2 separate regions of the Anas platyrhynchos genome follow, and region 2 is linked to region 1. Evidence: chromatin contacts called from public Hi-C data. All regions are on one chromosome and are shown on one strand. Each heading gives the region's core, a stretch centred on a gene start, on an enhancer-like site or on the middle of the called end of the contact. The rest is flanking DNA. Distances are from core to core; before and after follow the strand shown. Region 1 has its middle 31 kb from the start of CXADR. Region 2 has its middle 37 kb from the start of CXADR.

Region 1 (5,187 bases), core at 1,868-4,367:
GCCCATGCCAATGCTTGACCACCCCTTCCATGACAAAGAGCATTAGGAAGTATCCTAATGTTCAATCTAAATATCCCCTGGTGCAACTTGAGTCAATTTCCTTGTGACCTATCACTTGTCAACTGAGAAAAGAGACTGACACCCTCCTCACTGAAACTTCATTTCAGGTAATTGTAGAGAGCGATGTGGTGTCCTCTCAACCTCCAGACTAAATAACCTCAGTTCCTTCAGCCACACCTCATAATTCTTGTTTTCTATTTCCTTCATCAGCTTTGTTGCTCTTCTCTGCCCATGCTTGAGCAACTCACGATCCTTCTTGTAATGAGGTGCCCCAAACTGAACGTAATGTTTGAAGTGCAGTCTCACCAGTGCAGCATCCAAAGGTGCAATCACCTCCCTAGTGCTGCGTGCCACACTATTTCTGATGCAGGCCATGATGCAGTTGGCTTTATGGGCTGCAAGTGCATAGTGCCAACTTATGTTCAGTTCAGGATCCTGCCAAGTCCTTCTCTCCAGGGCAGCTCTCAATCCCCTCATCGCCCAGACTGTATTTGTGCTTGGGATTGCCCTAACCCAGGGTGCGGGAGCTTCTACTTGGCCTTGTCAAACTTCATGAACTTCTTCTCCCAGCTTGCTGTGACAGAAATTTTCTAGCAGCACCCTGAGTTTCACATGTGGTTCAAGCCTGTTTGTAAGTCCACAGAAAATGGAAGACGCATTTCCTCTTTTGCAACAGCATCTCTTTGCACATCTCTTCAGACTAAACAATTATTTCAACCTTTCTCTCACTGTCTGTGTTTTATATACCCACTGCCATCCACTTCCTTCTCCTCTGGGCTATCCAAGTACTTTTTAGGTTTTGTGTGTGTCTAATTTGTTTATGTCATCACTCTCACCTGGTGAAGTCCAAAGCTTCAGGGCCAGCAGGGCAGTGCCTCCCTTCCAGCCGGCCCCATTCTGCAGACCTAGCGAGGCAAACTAGGCTGGGCTGGGGACAGTGACCAGGGTCAGCCACAGCCTGGTCATCCCCAGGCACTGCTGCAGGCTCTGGGCCTGGCCAGGAAGGCCAGGGCAGCTGTGCTGCAAAGCTGACCCCCAGCCCAGGCAGCAGACCCCAGTGCTGGGGTGGCAGGGAACGTGCTCACAGCCATGAACAATTATATGTACCTCTGCAGATCTTAGCGTGTTGCTGTGTGTCTTGAAGGGGGTGCTTGGCACTTCTAGTGCTTGCAGAAGCAGATGTTTCCCTAGCAGACTTTCCTCATTTTCGCTCAAAGTCCATGTGAAACTAAAAGTTCAGCTGTTGGGGAGCTGACCTTTTGCACTTCTGGTACTGGAGCCACAAACACGTGCAGGAGAGGAAAAAGCAAGTATCAGCACTTAGCAAACTGGATAAAACATGAGTTAAGTTTTATTCATATCTGATTTTCCCTCCCAAGCAAAGGTTTGGGTTTTAGGCTTGGTTCCAGTGTTATGGTGCTGCTTTGCTTACATGTTTTCTGAAACTGGTCTGGTTTATGGAAGAGTCTTAAAACATTCAATCTTTGCATATAACATAAAGGTGTCTTTACATTTCAAAGTGTTTTATCTCTATTCTTCTTATTCTCAAACAGGATGAATGGCATATAGTTAAACCGAAACATCCACACTTGTGCTGCTTGATTCCAGAGCCACCTGAAACCTGCGTTTGATCCTAAAGGGCCTTCAGGTGCTAGAAAGTTCTGGTGCTCCCGGCCAGACCCAGCAGCACTGTGGTTCTGACAAGGCCTACATTCCTGAAACTGTGGGTGAGATTTCTTTCACCTAAACTTAGATGTTTACATCTCAGTAACACGTTACCCTACATACCCTTTACACTTAGTAGAGCAATATTGGCACTTCTAGGGCCCACAGTGAGATGAACCATTTCCTGGAGGAACACATTTCTCTCCATAGACAACAAAAACATTTAGATGACTCACTCTACATAAAGGTCCATATTTTGCCACCTAAAGCGTGCTTCCCCCTGGGTGCTCTGAGGTCTCCATACACAAAGCCTTCTCAAAGGACAAGGCTTATCTGATGGGACATGCATGCCTCCAGCTCAGTACCTGCACATATATAGTCTTGTTCTAGTCTTGTGGCTATGACAAAGAATTGCTTTTAATTTGTGAAGATTAATTACATATCAGTTTCAGGCATTCATCAAGCTGGGGCTGCAGGATATGGGTCCCACTTTTCAAACCACAAAACATCACTTAGGTATGCACAATAAATCCTTTTTTTTTTTTAAAAAAAATAAATAAATAAATAAAAATGCAGTCCTAGCTGATACTTCCCTTTAAAGCCTAGCTATTTCTAGTGGTTAGAGAATTAACCGTAGATTTGAGAAACCTTTTTAGACCAATATCCACAGGATACTAGCTGTACCCTCCACTTTGAGCTATTCTACCTATGAACTACAAATTATGCAGAATGGACTTTTAATGGTATAGCTTGTGCTGTAGTAACACAGACACTAAATCTGAAATCTTGGCTTCCTTGCTTAAGCCCAGAAAACTTGAAAAGTCTAGCTCAGCCAGGTTCAGTCCATTCTGAGAGTCAAACTCACCCTTCCAGTGGCGGGCTCTACTATCTGTTAGCCATGCCTCTTCACTCTTTCAGGATAGAACCTATACATATGTGTACTTGAGCATATTTTCCAGTTTTGTGGTTGGCACTGTGCAGAAAAAAACCTGATGCCGGTAGATGAGATGAGAAGTGCATCTGAAATATTGATCCTGTAACCCTGGTTGTCCTGGCACGGATTTTTGACCTCTGCTCTGACCACACTGTCACCTGATCGCTGTCAACTCTGCTCTGACCACAGTCATTTGTCACTGTTAACTGATACTATGAGTAGTATCAGTTATGGAGACAGCAATGGGAGAAAATACATATAGTAAACTGAGGGAGAACTGAAGGTAGGAGAGGCCTGTGTGCTATCAGAGCTGTTTAGGACACTTGGGTCTATATATAAATGGGGGAAAACGTAGTTGGGAGCCACACGCACCTCTTTTATGCAGAGAAGCTAATGCCCATAGTAGGCGTAAGCTTCCCAGTGGAGAACGGGAGAATGCCGGTCTGTCTCTGTGAGACACTGACCTCCCCTGGTGGCTTTCCCAATTACAAGCTAGGTTTTCTCGCTCCTTCCTACAGTTACATGTACATGTACATCAGCCATTTCAACAGGGCCGGGATTCCTATTTCTCTCCGTTTGACTTGAACACCTAAGACATCCTGCTGTACAACAGAGCAAGAATCGTGGCATGTCCTCAGAGAGTCCTAGGCTTGTCACAATATCTTTGGCTTGCTTTCACAAACTCAGCCTTGGGAAAAACAACAGTAACAACCACAATAACAACAAAACCATCACAAACTGTTACAAGCACAAGTCCAAAAGCTGCTTCTTTGCCTTTAATCATGATATTAATAATAAATAAATAAATAAATAAATATGTCCACATCTTATGTCTTATTCATTAGACAGACAACTGTAAGAAATACAACTGCCTGCACTATGTTGATTCAAGCTGGGGAGTGCAATGTTCTGAGAATTTCAGAGCACTCTGTGAATGTATAAAACCACATAAGCAAAGTCTTCTTCTCCCTTTCTCACAAACTTGCTCATGTGTGACCCATTATCAGTAACTGTTCAAGATATGCAAAGAAGTAACAGGGAGTACTTGTGTTTGTACTACTACCACTTACCACTTACGTAGTAGAAGCCTAAAATCAAGGCCTCTGCCAAGTGCTGTCATGAAATAGGAAACCCTCAAGTGCCAACTTATTCCTCTATTACTCACATAGGGCAGGCTGTTTCAGTTCATCTGTGGGATTTACATTATCAACAGAACAAGCCAAGCTGTACTGCTCAAGTGGTGCAGCAATGACCACCGGGTGAAGATGGGTATCAACATGCCAGACTGACGTGTGCCTGAAAACTGCCATCAGTTACTGCTTATGATCTGCCTTTCTTGCCACTGAATGTTTTGCTTTGCCTTTCCATTTCAAGTAAGGCAATAGCTGCATTGAAAGGACATAAATTTATGGGGCTAAAGTGGGAGAGATGAAAGGCCTGCAACATCCATGGATTTCAAAGACTGTCTTAAACGGAGAATCACACTGGTTCTACACACTTCTGGATTTTTCCCTATCTGATCCTGCTGTGCCATGGCTACAGGAGTGCAAACTGTGTTGTGAACCCTGTGGCCTTTCTATTCCCCACATGGGAGTAAAGGAACAGCTGGAGGAACTGGAATTATTTACATGTGGGCAGACTGTATAACTGAGGCTGAACAGAGATGAAGACATACATATTGACAGGCAGTGTCTCTTGATGATTTTACCTTCTTTCTCTCAGGTTTTCTTTTATTTTCCTGTAATTTTTCCTAAAGCCATAAATCTTGCTACTAAATGCAATTTTTGTAAAAAATAAATAAATAAGTAAATAAATATACACACACTATATATATAAAAAATCATTCTATCTGTGACAGACAGAGGTGGCTCTCAGCAAAATAGAGAGTTGCTAAGAAATACATAGATGGGAGCAGTAAATAAGGTATGACTCATTTGCTACATTATCAAAGTGTGGTTGCCTTTGCCACTGTTGGGGAGGAAGGAGAAGGTGGTGGCAGCAGAAGTAATGGTCCCTTTCTGCAGCAGCATGCACCATCCCCTGCATTTCCCCTCCCTTCTCTAGCACCAGGAAACCACAACTCTGGAGCACCTAGCTCTCCCAGGCCTGCCCTATGCTGCAACTATCTGGTCACCAGTTTTCAAGAAATGCGTGGGAAACAAGATTTTTAAGATGCAACTCTATCTATAACATTTCTATGTTACTGCTTAAAGTGTTTTAAAAGGTGGTGACAGTGTGGCTTCACAAGCCCTGTTTCTGTCTGAAATGACACATCTGCCATCTCCCTGTGACCTGGAGAATTGTATCCTCCCTCTGCCCTGAAGAGGGGCAGAACAGATTCCTCTCTCTGAAAAGGTCTAGAATCCATACAACTTGGGGCCCTGATGTAGCAGGATAAGTGTTGCTTACTTTCACTTAAACCTGGGCTCAGAAGGATCAGGGTTGAGTTTGAAAAAGATATTTAAGTTAGTTAAGAACTCTTGAAAAAAAATATCCTTATTGTACTTAGTTACTTGTACTGTGTTCCA
Region 2 (4,822 bases), core at 2,035-4,534, 68 kb before region 1:
AAGGTTCCTTTGGTCAGATATCCTTCGTGCTAGCATGAGTTTAAGAGTAGTCAGGGAAAGAGCAGTCCATAAGGGGACATATTACACCAGAAAGACTAAAAAGGTGTTAGCCATAAACATAACTACCTTAGTCCTTTGTGTGGACGTGTATGATGACTGCATTCTTGAGCAGGGTGCTCAGTTGACCTCTGAGTCCCTGAGCCTCAGTGTCCACTATTACAGATCACAAAGCATCTAAATACCTGCCTGTGGTACAATCAAACCACATAACTGTGGTCAAGCCCTATGAGCTGCTTGGCACACAAGGATCAATGGGATTCAGGGCCTGCCACTGCAAGCACATTAAACAAACAAAACAAAACAAAAACCCATATTAATCACCAAAAGAGCTGATTAAGCCTTACTAAAATAATTACAATGTTGTTTTTTTTCTTATGTCTCAAAACTTTTAGGGATAAATTACTACAATTTCCCGTTCTTACCAGCTATGTACAAAAGCATGCGTGGTTCTTCACACTACAAATACAGATTTTTTACATTAGTATTTCCATTGCTTACTACCATATAAACTATACCAATAGTGGCTCTACAGAAACTTCTGAATAAGTCATTAGGTGCTTCTCGACAGCATCTCCACTTCTGGATCTAGGTGGAAGAGCTGAAAATATTACCTACCTATATACCAGCTCATTTTTGCTGCCAGATAATTCTGCTGGCATAACAAAAATTGTATGAACGCACAAAATTTTCTCCAGTGAAAGCCTAAACCAAGCTAATTTAAATCATCCTCATTAGTGTATTGCAGTGATGCCAAAGCAGAGGCTGTGGAACTACAAACGCCTCTCTGATGATTAAATCTTGGCCACTGAAATACAGCCGTGAGGGCTGAGAAAAGACACCTTTTACTTTACAAGAAGAAAAAGCCAAGGAACTAAAAAAAAAAAAAAAAAAAAAAAAAGAGACAAATGTAAGGCACCTGCTATTCTAGAAAAGTAACTGCAGCTTTGTGTACCAAAGTCCATGGCAACAGACCAAGGGCTAAGAACTGCCTGGAATCTAAGACACCTTATGACAGGACAAGATTCTGATTTGAGGGAGGGGCTGAACACTTCCAGACACTTCCATCCTGGTTTGCCTGTCCAAGAGCTCCCAAGCCACCCCACTGTGACTACTGGGACCAGAACTGCCATGGAGGGCAGCCAGCAGCACTAATTGCAGGGCTTCCGCTCTGCAGTTTTGGTATCACATACTCACAGGTATGATTATTAAGGGCTAACTTTTTTTTTTATTTTTAATATACATATATATGTAGTGATAATGACTGGCAAGGCATCTTTTTAATGGCAGTCAACTGAGTAAAATTTTGTACTACATTTGAAACTAGTCTAGCTTCTTCTAAACTGTCCCATCACAGGAATCTCTAATTCCCCATTTAAGTTGTAATATCTATATCAAAATTTGGATTTGAAAGTGTGAAACTCTTCTGCCTGTCACAGGACAGGCCTTAGTGTGTTAGTACTCTATTTCCCAGTTTCAGCAACTCAGATACAGCATTCTTCAAACAGTTCTGCAAGGGTTTCATGCACTTCATTTCCATGTTAAAGCATGATTTGATCAGAGATGTATTAAATTTACCACCTCCTTTTCCATTAACCTGAAGAGTAGGACTATCAGAACCTCCAAAAAAAGTTTGTTTTCTGATAATAGAGAGAGCTACATAGAAAAAGTTCAAAACTGAGAAAGACAGGTGTGAAGGGAACAGGGATTTTTCTGCAAGGACAACACATTCCTGTTGCATTAATGACAGCTAGATTGTGAGGACAGAGACCTGGCATTGACAATTTAGACACTCAGACATGGTAAAAAAGCAGCACGAGACAGTGTTAACACAGAAGGCAGTAATTCCATTATAATTTCTCTGTCAAGCAAAACTTTCAGAGTTTCTGTTGTGATAATTTTAATTAATGCAATTTACTTTGTAACCGGAGAATTGCTTATGCAGAACAGAGTACATACAGTGCATTGTAAGCACTTTGACATATTCAGTATCAGCTCAGGCTCCTGCTCATGCCTTTCTGCTTCCTGAACGTTAAAGCATCCTGCATTATATAAGCAAACAATTCAAAATAAATCACTTGCAATTCTTAACATATTACATTTTCCCATAAACAATGAGAGTCATAAGAGGAATACAAATGAACTAGAATGAACCACATTAGAGTCTTACTATCTCTGTTTACATTTTATGAACTGGGCCTTGCGTATATGGATTAAAGCAAGCAGTATTTGGATGATACACCACATTGTAGAGAAAGATACTGGTTTTTCTTTTAATGGTTTCCCTCTTCACCTTCCACGTTACTGAAGTTGAGTTTGAAGTAAATTATTCCTCTCCACTTGAACTTGAGCCTTTTTTCTTGTAAACAACAGAAGACATCGTTTGCATAGAGAACTGCACTACCAGTGACCTAGCTACACTGCCCTTGAAGATAACGGTGATTTGCCCAAGTGAATCTATTTCATCAGATGCCTTAGGGAGAGACTTGGAATTACTTTGCAGTCACAAAAAATAACTGCATACATTTTTGCAAGCTCATAATTGAGGACAACATCAGCATTATCAACAGCCATCTCCTTTAAGTATTAAAAGTGGCAACTTCTGCTGACATGTTTAGTTCCAACACTGGCTGGGCCGGGATGTCCTGAGAACACACTGGATTCATATAGACTGGTTCATACGTGTGGTAGCCCATGGGATGCATGTGCAATACAACACAACCTGCATCCCATTCAGACCAGCTGGTTTCTGAGCAGGCCAGGAGGACTAAGGGTGCCTGGAACCACCAGTTGGAAGCAGAGGTAACTGTAGCCTTCAAGCATCTTCAGATTTACATGGCTGCTAAAAATCACCATTTTTGATGCAGGGAGAATTTGGGTATGTGTGTCTATTCCACAGAATCACAAAATAGTTGAAGTTGGACAGCATCTCTGGAGTACATCTAGTCTAACTCCCTGCTCAGAGCACTTTTAGCATTGCTGCTGAAATAAGTTGTCCCACCTTTCTCTTGTACTTCGATCCCTGTTTCCACTTTCACACTGTCTCCTTCTCTTCCCCTTTTGTCAGCACAAATATTGGTGCAGCTGTCTGGTGAACTGAAATGGTGAACATATCTGAGTTAAAACTAAACTACGCTATATGTAAGTAATTTTAAACTAAATCATGTCTCTGATGTGGCTCACAGCAGCTGCACCAATGCTTATGCTGACAAAAGATAAGATATAGCCCAAGGCCAGAAACGAAAAGCCAAGAGCAAGAAGGACTGGGCCAATTCAGCCTCTAGCATACTGAGTTCTGCTGTTTAAAAAGCATATGCTAGAGTTACAGTTTGGGGTTTCTAATTTTTATGGAAATAATTACAATGCTATAAGTTCAGGCCTGGATAGAGTCATGGCAATGTGAAATTGCCTTGTAGTGGCATAGCTCGTTCCCATTTCTGAGCCTGTTGCAGCCATATTGCCTGTAGGGCAAAGTCTGAATCTGGATCAGCCCCTAGACCACAGGAAAGTTCATTTGGTGAAGGATCTGACTTGCTTCAGACTCCAGATGGTGTAACACCCAGGCAGTCTGAACCCACATAACCAGCTTTGGTCTTAAATTGCAACACATGATTTCCATATCACACATCAAACCTAAAGGTCTGCATGACTAGAACGCTTGGTAACCGTGGAGAAGATGCCAGCAAGTGTTAAAATGTATGAGCACAGTGCTATTTTTCAGATGTGTATAATTAGAATGGCTGTTGGAAAAATTATACTGAGAGGTCTGAACTAAATAGAGTACAGTAACAGCTTGATTCAAGAATTCACATTCGATAGACCTGCATATTATGCAGGGATAGTGGGAAAGCACTGCAAGTTTTGCAGCAAAGATGCAGGCTGCTGAGTATAGGCAGCTCTTAGGCTTTGTCCAATTGTCCAGGTCAGCTAGCTTGCATATGAAAGAGAAAGACAGAGATTTTTGGGTGTGGACAAGAGCTCAGTTACCAAATAAGTACTGCTTGAACTTTCTTGTGAAAAGCAAGCCCTGGCAAGAAGATCTCTTGGCACAAGAGCCAGGGTGTTTCCTCCACCCTTTGACCAGGTGAGCCAGTCTGCATGCTAGATACAAAGATAAAATGTTGAAGACTTGAACCATATCCAAGTAAAAATGCCTACTGACATATATAATTCACAAACAGACACCAGGTCACAGTAATCTATCCAGGCATGATCTCCAGGCTTCATTATTTTACCTTCTAAGCATGAACACAATGGCAGCATGCAGACAGAGTTAGTCTCAATCTTCAACCTGTCTATATAATATCAGGAAGGCTTTCGAATTTGTACCACATTTACACCACTGTAACAAAACTAACAGTTACTTGGCCATCTCACTGAGGTAGACTTCTGGACTAAATAGTCAACATTCAGTACCTTGCAAAAGACTCCGTGTTGGCATCTGGAAGGCTAGTAAGAAAAGCTGTACTGTCACGTGGATTTGACATGACAAAGTAGTTCTGCAGCTACTAGCTTACTTGAAGAAAACAAATGCATCACACATTTAACTTCAAGAGCAACAGATATTTTTCTTTACTCAGAATATATTGAAAGATAGTTTAAGCAGGAATTTGAGTACAAAAATGGTTCCTTTCACTCCATGGACATACTTAGGTGCATGAAGTTTCAGACTTTTCTCAAGTTCTTTTTACAAAACTAATTTTTAACCAACTAGCTGATACTATCAGCTTGCACAGTAATTCCTGTGTTTCTCCCCTCTCCTAAA

The links. A called contact is a pair of places that touch in the nucleus more often than the background predicts.
Region 2: a Hi-C map of skeletal muscle shows a contact between it and region 1, with 5 times the contacts expected there. The contact joins two enhancer-like sites. A contact is called at or near these places in 2 of 8 Hi-C or Micro-C datasets (liver and skeletal muscle).

The regions. Positions count from the first base shown.
Region 1 is chr1:104,461,606-104,466,792 of IASCAAS_PekinDuck_T2T, reverse strand. No RefSeq gene overlaps it. Among named protein-coding and RNA genes, the nearest start is that of CXADR, 31 kb to the left of the region's middle. Within about 2 kb of position 3,117, at least 2 of the 8 cell types and tissues checked have an H3K27ac peak or open chromatin away from gene starts, as enhancers often do.
Region 2 is chr1:104,529,928-104,534,749 of IASCAAS_PekinDuck_T2T, reverse strand. No RefSeq gene overlaps it. Among named protein-coding and RNA genes, the nearest start is that of CXADR, 37 kb to the right of the region's middle. Within about 2 kb of position 3,284, at least 1 of the 8 cell types and tissues checked has an H3K27ac peak or open chromatin away from gene starts, as enhancers often do.